Linked DNA regions of Sus scrofa: region 2 is linked to region 1. The links are chromatin contacts, called in public HiChIP or PLAC-seq maps. All regions are on one chromosome and are shown on one strand. Each heading gives the region's core, a stretch centred on a gene start, on an enhancer-like site or on the middle of the called end of the contact. The rest is flanking DNA. Distances are from core to core; before and after follow the strand shown.

Region 1 (6,030 bases), core at 2,410-4,909:
GAAGAAAAAAAGCATGTGGCTTTTTTTTTTTTTTAAATACAAATGTTAGGGGTTTTTTCCATGGGGCTAAACAACACGGTGAGGGGCCCTTGGGTGCCCTGCACTGGGCTGTGGGCTTGTTTTCTGGTTTGCCCAATGGCTGCTCTGGGCTCAGTGAGTGCAGGTGTGTACAGGTGAGCAAGAGATGCTACGCCCTGAGCTGTAGGAGTGCGCTCAGGGCTTGACGGGCCTGCCGTGCAGGGCACTGTGGGCCTGGGGGTGGCTGAGCTAGGCTCCTCACACCTGCCAGGGAGGCGCAGACAGTGGAGAAATGGGCTCCCAGCACAGCGCTCTGTCCACACAAGCCTGCCTTTCTCTCCTTGGCCTGAACCGCCTCTGGTGCAGCAAGAGGCCCTCAGTGTAAGCGGGAGTGGAGGTGCCTGACCTAGGCCTAGGCAGGGCTGCCTTCAGCAGCGGGGTGGCCTGGGCCCCCTGGGAGCTGGTAGTGCCTTGGCTCCTCCTGGGGGGCAGGGGGTGGGGGATGTCATCAGATGAGGCCTTCTTGTGAAGGAATGCAGTCTCAGCTAGAAGTTCTCAGTGCCACGTTATACCTGGGGACGGGCGGGGTGCAGGGGGAGCAGGGAGAGGGGCCTGGCCAAGGAGACACCCAAAGCAGACACAGATGGGCAGGAAAGGTCTAGAGGAGGTCTCGAGCTGCACACCTGGCAGGGGGCTGGCTCCTTCCTGGGCCTCCGCGGCACCTTTCTGCCCTGGGGCTCCCTTGAACCCCAGTCCTTTCTGATAAGAGAGGGAAAGAGAAAGGGTGCATTCTTCACGCAGCCAGGAGACCCGTGAGAGCAGCTGCCTCCTCCTCCTGTCGGTGCCCCGTGCTGTGAGGTGCTCTCCTGTCTTTCGCAGAAATGGGAGCAGATCGAGGGCAACTCCAAGCTGCGGCACGTGGGTAGCAACCTGTGTCTGGACAGCCGTGCGGCCAAGAACGGGGGCCTGAGCGTGGAGGTGTGCGGCCCCGCGCTGTCCCAGCAGTGGAAGTTCTCGCTCAACCTGCAACAGTAGGGGGCCGTAGCGCCCCCGGCCGGGAAGGTGGTCACGCTATCGATTACGTTTCTTAGACTTTCCACGAAACTATATACCTCAGTATTCCATCATGGTCTGGAGACGAGAGCTGCGGCCCCAGCCCGGGGGCGGGCGGCACAGAAGCGGCGAGGGAGGGGGCTGCTCCCCGGCCCCCGGGGGCCCCAACGCCCGCTTCCCGCGGCCCCACAGCGGGTGACGTCCAAGCGCCGGCGCCACAGCTGGAGGACCGGGCGGGGAAGGGGGTCGTTGCGGCATCACAGCGAGGAGAACTCTCTGGAAATCTCCACTTGGATCCCACGGGGCGGCCAGGCCAGCCGGGTCCCGTGGCTGTGCGCGCTTTTGTCGCAGGCCCCTCCCCTCCCCACCCTCCGCTGGTCTTCCCGGCGCAGCCCCTGTCCCGCGTGGTGTACTTGCTCTGTTTGGAAACGAACTCCTCTGCGGCGGGACACTAAACGCCAGCATAGAGAGAGAACGTACGGTCAGTTCCCTATGGTTTCTGTAGGTCATGCTCATCGTGTAAACCCTCCACAAAGCAGATCACAGCCGGCAGGAGGGGGAGCCCCCCCCTCCTCTGCCGCCCCTGGAGCCTTATAGGTGAGTAGGTGCTGCCCTGGCCGGGAGGCCCCACCCCCCCACCCCCGCCCCGACCCCAGCCTCCCAGTCTGACTTCAGCTGGGAGTCACGCTCTGTGTTGGAATCCACTTTTCATACCCTTGGTGTTTGTAAACCTGGACGGATTACTTATTTTGACAGATACTACTTTGGGTTTTTGTAAATTCAGTTTCTTTCCTCTAAGGATGAAATGAATTAAGAAAACAGTCCCCCAGCTCCCAGGGATGGAGGGAGGTGGCCCAGGCTGTGCTGCTGATTGCGAGGACCCCTGGTGCGCCGCCACCACTGTCAGGGTCACCTGGGCCCTGGAATCTGCCTGCCTCGGGGGCTTTGGTCAAGAATTAGGCAAAGTGGAGACCAAACAACGCCTGAGGATTCAGGGCACAAAACAGGAAGCTGTGGTTTAGGAAGCATGTGTTGGTATAAACCAGGAGACAGCTGTGAACTAAACAGTCACAGGAAGGAGCCAGGTCACTGCCCAACACCCACGTGACACTTCCTTGTCTCTGAGGTGCCCCGCGTGCAGCAGTCACCAGCCACAGCCCCCACAGGAGGGCCCCTGGTCAGAGGTCACTGCCCTCCTTTCTTCACCCGCCCCTCCCGCACGCACGCCTGGTCGTGAAGAGGCTGGCTTGGTGGTGGGACATGCATTATGCCTGGACATCCTCGGGCCCCAGAAGGTTCTGCCAGGTTGACACTGCTGATGCAGCTCCTCCTGCATATTTCTTCTAGGAAAGAGGGTGCTGTTAGTCTCTCTCCCTGCACCTCAGAAGCCCCCATGTGTTCCCTTGATGACAGTGGGATCAGCATGGAGGTGGCTGGGTGACTTTGTCCTGTCTTTTGCCCCCTGCCACCCAACCAGCTGTGTTTTCAGCAAACAGGGAGGCCACAGCTGGATCAGCTGTGCACACCTCTGTCTTCAGAGGCTGATCCTGACTACACGTTAGCTCCTGGGGAGAGTTCTGGGTACCTGGGTGAGGCTGTGGAGCGCAGGTGGGGTGGGAAGCAGTCACAGGCCCCAGGGTCCCATGGCCAGATCCTGTCACCTGTGAGGTACTACTGCTGTTAGGAAAAAAAAATTTCCCACAGAGGGAAAACAAATTGGGCTTTGAAGTAAAACCAACTTTAATCAGGTTCTTGACAAATCCTCGCCCACACCCCTACCCCCCCCAAGTCTTACCAACTTTCGTACCATCGAGATGGGTCTCCCAGGCCCTTGGGGGGGCAGCTCCCTGCCTCTGAGCTGGGGTGTGGGCGTTGTGAGCAGAGATGGGCTGGGAGGGCCCCCAGGGGTGAGCTATGTTTACATGACACAGTGTGCCAAAGTGACTTACTGTGGTTGCATTACTTTTTAGTCATCGAGACTACCCCACCCTCCCACTCCTGTTTTTACAAGTAAAGATTCTTTCCTAAGAGCCCTTTGAGCAAAGCGTGGCAAAGTTAGTTGTCTTCTCTGTGCTGGTCTTTCTTATGTCTTCATAAAAGCTAAAATGATGGTATCTGTGAGTATGTTTTGCAAATTCAAAATATAGTTTGGTAATTTTTTTTCCAGTTGATTTTTAAAAAGAACTGCTGTACAGAGCTTGTACTTTGTCCATTTTATAGATGGAAACCATCCTTGAAAATTGTTTAACTTAAATAAAGAGAAGATACTTTATAGATAACATTGCTGGTGGCTGCAGTCACTGTTGGTCTTTATGGGATGGATGTGACTGGTGTTTGGGGAGTGTGGTTATGGTCTGTCCTGGCAGGGGGTGCTGCTCAATGACCATGTCTTATCACAGTTTTAAAATGCATTCCCCTCTTACCACTGTGCCCTTTTGGTGTGAATTCTTATTTGTAATAGTAACCGTTATCATTCATGGAGTGTTTAATGTTCCAGGCAGCATGCCAGCCCTTCTCACAGTAACCTAGGCGATTGCGTTAGGGCTGCGTGTTACAGTTGGCTGGGGAAGCTAGTGCTTGCAGCTGTCAGCCTGCTCAAGGTCACAGGCTAACCTGCTCAAGGTCACACCACCCCTGAGTATTCACCTGGTCAGCCTGGGCACTGAGACCCAGAGTCTACACTCTAACCAGGGAAGGACTAAGGCAACTGATGTCTTCACAGCTTTTAAAGTATTTAAGTCGATCTGCTATTTACCTGTTACCTGGCTCCTCCAGTCCCATCCCAGGCAGGCGTGGTGTTCCCCCCGCATCCTCAGCCTTGACAGACACCTCCCTTTGAACAGCCCCATGGGTGTGTGGGGACACAACACTGACCGCTCCCTAGCACCCTGGCACCGGGCTGCAACATCGAGGGCTCTGTCCTCACTCTGGACTGCGGTCGTGTGCTTCTGGTACACGGACAGGATCTGGGGAGATGTCACAGGTGCTGAGTTTTCAGCAAAAGGTCACTGCCCGCATGTGTGAGATGCAGACGCCGATGTAGTGCCCAGTTCCCCGCCAGGGAAGGAGAGACGGAGTGAGGTGGGGAAGGTGCACGAGGAACCAGGCCCGACCACCAGTGAGGAACAGGTGACGGCACATGTCACACGAGGCTGGTGGGGGCCACACACCAGGGCACGTTCCCCATGTGGTAGGCTGGGATCTGTGGGCGAGGCTGGCGGCCCTCAGGGTTTGCAGAAGAGGAAGGGAGGGAGGCTAGACCAGACCCAGGGCAGAGGCCAGCTGATACCTCAGCTTTCCCCCATCCCCCTCACCCCTCCGGTAGGACTAGGCTGGACCTGGCTGGCTGAGTGCTTCCCAGTTTTCAGGGCCCTGTACCACCAGCCACAGGGTGAACGTGGCCCATGTGTCTTCCCTTGGGAACAACGGCTTGAAGGGCTGCTGGGAAAGGGTGTGGGGACAGAGCTGCAGAGCAATGTCACTAAGCCCTGGGGCTGGCTTTCTGGAAGTGGAAACTATTTGAGGTTCACTGCCGGTCCCCACCACCACCCCCGATTCATACGTTAAAGTTAGGACCTCAACGTTCCTCACCCCCAGGCCTCAGATGCAAGTGTACTTGGAGACGGTCCTTCAAGAGGGGCATCAGCATGAGACCATCGGGCTGGGCCCTCACCCAGTGTGACTGTGTCCTTAGAAGAGGAGGTCAGGACATAGAAGTGCACACTGGGAGGTGGAGAGATGGTCGTGGACAAGCCCAGCAGCGAGGCCTCGCAGGGACCACCCCTGCTGGCACTTTGGTCGCCAACGTTGAGCCTTCAGAACTGTGAGAAAAACCCGTTTCTGTTGACTGTCCCCCAGTCTGTATACTCTGCTTAGACAGCTCCTGAAAGGGGATGCCCACCTTGGTGCAGGAAGTGTGGATGTAGCTGTAGAGCTGCTAAGTGGGTGGAAGCTGGAAGAGTTTGGGGCATTTTAGAAAACACCTCGATTGTCTTGAAGGAGCTGTCGGTAGAAACATGGATAGTAGGTGGTGCAACAGGATCAGTGGTATCTTGGAGACACTGGGACTCAGGTTCGATCCCCGGCCCAGCACAGTGGGTTGAGGATCTAGCATTGCAGCAGCTGCAGCTTAGGTCACAGCTGTGGCTCGGATCCAATCCCTGGCCCCAGATCGCCATATGCCGTGGGGCGACCAAAAATGGAAAAGAAAAAAAAAAAGGATGTTAAAGGTGATTCAAAGAGAAAAGGGTAGCTGTTGATAAGCATCTCCTTTCTGAGAGGTGCACCCAGATCATTGGGAACAAAGTGTCAGCAGATACATGAATGTTAAGGGTCTGCTGAAGGCTCGATGGAAATGAGGAAGGAGAGACTGGAAACTGGAGGGCGGTCCTTGTGAGAAAGTGGCAGCGAACTTGGTGGCGCTGTGTTCTCGTGCTTTGTGGGCAGAGTCCCTGCAAGTGTTCAGCCTGGACAGACAGCTGAGGAGGCTCTCAACAGAGTGAGGAGGGCACAGCCTGGTTTCTACTTGACACCTGTCGTCACATTCAAGAGGAAAGATCCTCAGAAGAGGAAACCTGAACTTGAAGAGCTGGAAAATTCTCAACCTGTCCACGTGGTTAAAAAATATGAAAGCATGTTTGGAGAGAATACTGAGGCTGGGCAGTGTTTGCTAAAGACATGATGGGCTTGTGACTGATGGAGCCAATCAGCCGTCTCCACAGAAGCCACAGTAGAGAGGAGCTTATCCAGCTAAGACCTGATGAAGACCCTCTGCTCATGGCCTGGACCCATCAACCCATCGTCAGGCTTTTGAGAGTTTTCTCCCAGCAGAAATGCCACCAGCTTGGACTGAAAGAGACCAGAAACGGGGAGGTGAAGGAAAGCTGTTGGACTTGCAGGGTTCTATGGGAGAGGACCATAGAGCTATCCCCCAATGTGCCTCCTCCTCCCTGAAGGCAA
Region 2 (6,030 bases), core at 1,993-4,492, 370 kb before region 1:
AGTCGTTGGGAGGAGTGACTATTCACAGCCACTTTCCCCAAGCCTCGGCTAGTTGGCCCAGGCCACACAGCTCCCCAGGGGAGCTTCCAGGGGAGCAGCTGCGGAAGGAGTTTACTCCAGCCAGTTAACCAGCATCCTCCAGCCCACCCCTAAACCAAGGACTTGAAATGCTTTTATGTTTGATCCCTCTTCCCTTCCTCCTGCCACCCCCCCACCTCCAAGTCAAAATCACTAAGGAAGACAAAGCTGGTGGACTGGCCTGGGACCTTTCTATTTGTACCCCTGAGCTGCACTCACTTCTGTCCTGCTGTTTGTAACAAATTACCTGCTGGGGGGTCAACAGTGGCTGCACACTGTGTGGTTAGTCCCCATAGCAGCTGTCTTCCCTCACCGTCCGCCCCTCTGATGGCCCTTTCCCTGTCATGTGGAAAGGGCAACGGCCTGATCATGCTCATCCTTCACAGGTAGGGCAGGAAGCTGGTCTAACTGTCCAAAACCACATATGTTTAATCCCAAGGACAAAAAGCAAACCCCTTTGAGACTCACCATTGAAAGGAAGCTTAGGTTCTCTCTCAAGGAGCTCCCAGAGGCGTCCCCCAGCACCCAGTCCTTTCATCAGCTCTGAATAGAAAGAGCTCAGACCTGAGGATGAGAAGCAAAGCCACACACATCTATCACTGATACCAGGAAATGGCCCTCTGGGAATAGTAAAAATAACCTGCTTTTAATATAAAATCTCTTACTTTCAAAAAAGGATTTCAGGAGTTCCCGTCGTGGCGCAGTGGTTAACGAATCCGACTAGGAACCATGAGGTTGCGGGTTCGGTCCCTGCCCTTGCTCAGTGGGTTAACGATCTGGCGTTGCCATGAGCTGTAGTGTAGGTTGCAGACGCGGCTCGGATCCCGCATTGCTGTGGCTCTGGCGTAGGCCGGTGGCTACAGCTCCGATTCAACCCCTAGCCTGGGAACCTCCATATGCCGCGGAAGCGGCCCAAGAGACAGCAACAACAACAACAACAACAACAACAACAAAAGACAAAAGACAAAAAATAAAAAAATAAAAAAAAAAAAAAAAAAAAAAGGATTTCAAGCAACTACCTGGGAATCCATCAGAATCCCCTCTGTCTCATACCCTTGTTTTCCTTTGGCTTCTCCTCCACCAATTTCATTACTTCTAATAAGGATTTAATGTTGATCATATCAGGGAATTTATAAATACACAGTCATACTAATCAACCCCTGAATTAAAATCACACGGTTACACAGAAAGACTACGTAGTCAAAAAACAGCAATACAAATAAAATATAACACTTACCCCATACTTATTAAAAGGAATATAAAGTACCCTAATAGTCATTTTAAAGACACAGCCACAAAATCAAACCCTCATAAAACCCTCCTTTCAGACACTCAACAAGTACAATTTTTACTAGGCCAGAAATTGAAAAGAAATTTGGTAATAATATTTCAACAATCTCTTTTTTTCTTTTTTTTGGCCATCCCATGGCATATTGAGTTCCCAGGCCAGGGATCAGATCTGAGCTGCAGTTGCAGCCTAAGCTATAGCTTCGGCAATGCTGGATCCTTAATCCACTGTTAGGCTGGGGATCGAACCTGCATCCTAGCACTCCCAAGATGCTGCCAATCCTGTTGTAGCACAGTGGGAACTCCCAATAATCTCCCTCTCTCTCCCCCCCCCTTTTTTTTTTGCTTTTTTTTTGCTTTTCAGGGCCACACCTGTGACACATGGAGGTTCCCAATCCAGGGGTCAAATGCAAGTTACAGCCACTGGCCTCCACCACAGCCACAGCAACACAGGATCCAAGCCATGGCTGCAACCTTCATGGAAGCTTGTGGCAATACGGGATCCTTAACCCACTGAGTGAGATCAGGGATCAAACCTGAACCCTCATAGAGACTATATCAGGTTCTTAACCCACTGAGCCACAACAGGAACTCCTCAGTGATGTTTTTTAAGTATAATATCAAAAGTACAATCCATGAAAAAAAATTAAGTTAGCATTCATTAAAATTAAAATTTTCAGGAGTTCCCGTCGTGGCGCAGTGGTTAACAAATCCGACTAGGAACCATGAGGTTGCGGGTTCGCTCCCTGGCTTTGCTCAGTGGGTTAAGGATCCAGCGTTGCCGTGAGCTGTGGTGTAGGTCGCAGTCCCAGCTCAGATCCCAAGTTGCTGTGGCTGTGGCGTAGGCCAGCGGCTATAGCTCTGATTAGACCCCTAGCCTGGGAACCTCCATATGCTGCAAGAAGCGGCCCTAGAAAAGGCAAAAAGACAAAAAAATAAATAAAATTAAAATTTTCTGCTCTGTGAAAGACATTGTCAAGATAATGGGAAGACAAGTCACAGCCTGGGAGAAAACATTTGCAAAAGACACATCTGACAAAGGACTAACATCTAAAACACTGTAGCTCCCCCTTATCCACATTCCAAAATCCTCAAGATAGTTCTGAATCCTACACATACTACAGCTGACCCTTGAGCAACACAGGGCCTAGGGGCACCAACCCCTGTATGTTTGAAATCCATGTGTAACTTTGTAGTATGCCCTCTGTATGTGTGTCTGTGGATTATGTAGTTCTATAGCATGTATTTATTGAAAATAATCTGTGTATAAGTGGACCTGCACAGTTAAAACCCATGTTGTTCAAGGATTAACCATTATTTTTATCCTACACATACATACCTAAGAGTTTAATTTATAAATTAAAGAAAGAGTGCTAATAATAACGAATAATAAAGCAGAATTATAAGAATATACTGTAATAAATTAGGTGAACATGGTCTCTCTCACAGAATCTTACTGTACAAAGTTAAAGTGTTTTCCATCCCAACTAAGCACTTAATCAGGCACTCTGGCCATAACTTCTGTGGTTTGAGGTGCAACAGCAAAACTAGCATAAATTTCTTCTTTCTTCTTCACAGTTTCACAGGTAGAAGACTCGTTCTTATTGTAGATTTTAGCAACCTGAGCATATATAATGTTTTTTCCTTCTTTATTAAAGAACTTTCACCCTTTCACTTAAAGGAAGCATTTTTATGGCTTCTCTTGGGCAGATCTGCATTATCAGCCTCATGACTCTTGTGCTTTGGGGCCATTATTAAGAAAAATATGGGTCACGTGCACACAAGGTCACATGCACACATGTCTGAGATACTGAGACAGTCAATCTGATAATCCAGACAGCTATTATGTAACAACAGGTGGGATATGCTTGGCAAAGGGATGACTCATGTCCCAGACAGGACAACATGGATTTCATCACATTACTCACAATGGTGTGCAATTTAAAACTTATGACTTGTTTATTTCTGGAACTTCCCATTTAATGTTTTTGGACTAGAGTCAACCAGGGTAACTAAACTGCAGAGAATGAAACTGTGGATAAGGGGAGATCACTGCACACAAAGAATTCTCAAAATTCAACAATAAGAAAACAAATAGACAACTAAAACATGGATAAACAGATGTCTTACCAAGGAAGATATACCAATAGCAAATAAGTACATAAAAGCATGCCCCACCTCATGTCATCAGTGAAAAGCAAAATACAACAAAGAGATACCACCAGAAATCTATTAGAACAACAACAATCCAAAATTACGATGACGGAGTTCCCGTCGTGGCGCAGTGGTTAACGAATCTGACTAGGAACCATGAGGTTGCGGGTTTGGTCCCTGCCCTTGCTCAGTGGGTTAACGATCCGGCGTTGCCGTGAGCTGTGGTGTAGGTTGCAGACGCGGCTTGGATCCTGCGTTGCTGTGGCTCTGGTGTAGGCCGGTGGCTACAGCTCCGATTGGACCCCTAGCCTGGGAACCTCCATATGCCGCGGGAGCGGCCCAAGAAATAGCAACAACAACAACAACAAAAAAAAAGACAAGAGACAAATTACGATGACACCAAATGCTGACGAGGATGCAGAATGCCGGGAACTCTCAGCCATTGCTGGTAGGAATGGAAAATGTATGGCCACTTTGGAAGAATGGCAGTTTCGTACAATACTAAACATACTCTTACACACAACCTAGCAATTGTGCTCCTTTGTCTTTACTCAAAGGAGTTGAAAACTTAAGCCCACACAAAAACCTGCATATGAATGTTTATAACAGCTTTATTTATAACTGCTGAAACTTGGAAGCAACAAAGATGTTCCACAAAGGGCTAAACTGTGGCCCATCTAGACAATGGACTATTACTCAACATTAAAAAGAAATGACCTATCAGGAGCTCCCGTTGTGGCTGAATGGGACAAACCCAACTAGTATTGATAAGGAGACGGGTTTGATCTCTGGCCTTGCTCAGCGGGTTAAGGATCTGGCATTGCCATGAGCTATGGTGTAGGTCCCAGATGCGGCTCGGATTCTGCATTGCCATGGCTGTGGCATAGGCCGGCAGCTGCAGCTTCAATTTGACCCCGAACTTGAAAACTTCCATACACCTCAGGTGTAGCCCTAAAAAACAAAAAAAGGAAATAAAAGAAATGAGCTATCAAGACATGAAAAGACATGGAGTAAACTCCAATGCATATTACCAAGTGAAAAAAGCTAATGTGAAAAGGCTACATGCTATGTGATTTCAACAATATGATATCTGAAAAAGGCAAAGCCACGGAGACAGTAAAAAGATCAGAAGCTGTCAGGGGTTGGGGGAGGGAGGGATAAACAGGAAGAGCACAGAGGATTCTTAGGGCAGTGAGACTGCTCTGTATGATACCACAATGGTGGATACATGTCATTATACCTTTGTCCAAACTCACAGAACATACAACACTTACAGTAATGTAACGTAAACACTGGACCATGGGTGACGGACGATGTGTCAGGGTAGGTTCATCGATTATAACAAATGTACCATTCTGGTGGGGGATGCTGATAATGAGGGAGGCTGTACTAGAGTAGGGGCAAAGGGAACTCTCTGCACTTTCTGGTCAAATTTGTAAACCTAAAAGTGCTCTTTAAAAGTCTATTAATAGAAAGGAAGGAAGGAAGAAAAAGAAGAGAAAGAGTCACAATAAAGTAGTTTCACAATGAAGAGTTCAAATTCTGGGAGTTCCCGTTGTGGTGCAGAGGAAACGAACCCGACTAGGAACCATGAGGTTGTGGGTTCGATCCCTGGCCTTGCTCAGTGGGTTAAGGATCTGGTGTTGCCATGAGCTGTGGTGTAGGTCGCAGACACGACTTGGTTCTGGCATTGCTGTGGTTCTGGCGTAGGCCGGCAGCTACAGCTCCAACTGGACCCCTAGCCTGGGAACCTCCATGTGCCGTAGGTGCGGCCCCTCCAAAAAAGAAAGAGTTTAGACTCTGGAAAACAGCAACAAAAACAAAATGGCCCTGGATAAACAAAATGTGGTCTAGTCACACAATGGAGTATTATTCAAACATGAAAGGGATTGAAGTACATGCTACAATGTGGGTGAACTTTGAAAACATACTAAGTCAAAGCAGCCAGACACACAAGGCCACAAAATATATAATTCCACTTATATAAAATACCTGGAATAAGTAAATACACAGAGATGGAAAGCACACTGTGGTTGCTAGAGGCTGGGGAGGGAGGGATATGGAGATAGACTGCTTAACGAGTATGGGGCTTTCTTTGAGGTGGAACTAAACAGAGGTAGCGGTTGCGCAACACTGTGAATGTACTAAATACCACTGCGTTGTAAGTTTAAAAATGATTAATTTTATGTCTGTGAATTTCACCTTAATAAACAACTATGAAAAAAAGACACTGGGGTTCAACAGGAAGATGTAAGAGCATTCTCTGGTATAAAATAAACAAGAATGTTTTTCTTCAAATAGCATTTCTGACCCTCTCTCAATAGAGAACAGATGCAAAATTTATTGTGTGGGGGGTTTCAGCAGAACCTGTTCTAAGCAGAAACCAACATAAAATAATTCTTACTTTATTTAATTAGATTTCTTGTTTGCAGACTCATTACAGAATTACTCCAAACAGCTTCACAAAAACTTAAAATCCAAGTCAACTTGTTCAATGAAATTCCCACAGCC

What was found. HiChIP or PLAC-seq counts read pairs in DNA pulled down with a chosen protein or histone mark.
Region 2: a contact with region 1 is called in an H3K27ac HiChIP or PLAC-seq map of alveolar macrophages, with 5 times the contacts expected there. The contact joins two enhancer-like sites. A contact is called at or near these places in 1 of 47 Hi-C or Micro-C datasets (fetal skeletal muscle) and 1 of 2 datasets of contacts at active chromatin or transcription factors (alveolar macrophages).

What each region holds. Positions count from the first base shown.
Region 1 is chr14:59,958,575-59,964,604 of Sscrofa11.1, reverse strand. It overlaps GALNT2 (polypeptide N-acetylgalactosaminyltransferase 2), which reads left to right. Exons shown (of 16, transcript XM_001927774.6): 16 at 898-3,350. The coding sequence ends at 1,053. Among named protein-coding and RNA genes, the nearest start is that of PGBD5, 120 kb to the right of the region's middle. Within about 2 kb of position 3,659, at least 14 of the 83 cell types and tissues checked have an H3K27ac peak or open chromatin away from gene starts, as enhancers often do. A contact at or near this core is called in alveolar macrophages, where this site is marked.
Region 2 is chr14:60,328,528-60,334,557 of Sscrofa11.1, reverse strand. ABCB10 (ATP-binding cassette sub-family B member 10, mitochondrial) reads right to left here. Exons shown (of 13, transcript XM_021072390.1): 7 at 547-642. Among named protein-coding and RNA genes, the nearest start is that of ABCB10, 22 kb to the right of the region's middle. Within about 2 kb of position 3,242, at least 3 of the 83 cell types and tissues checked have an H3K27ac peak or open chromatin away from gene starts, as enhancers often do. A contact at or near this core is called in alveolar macrophages, where this site is marked.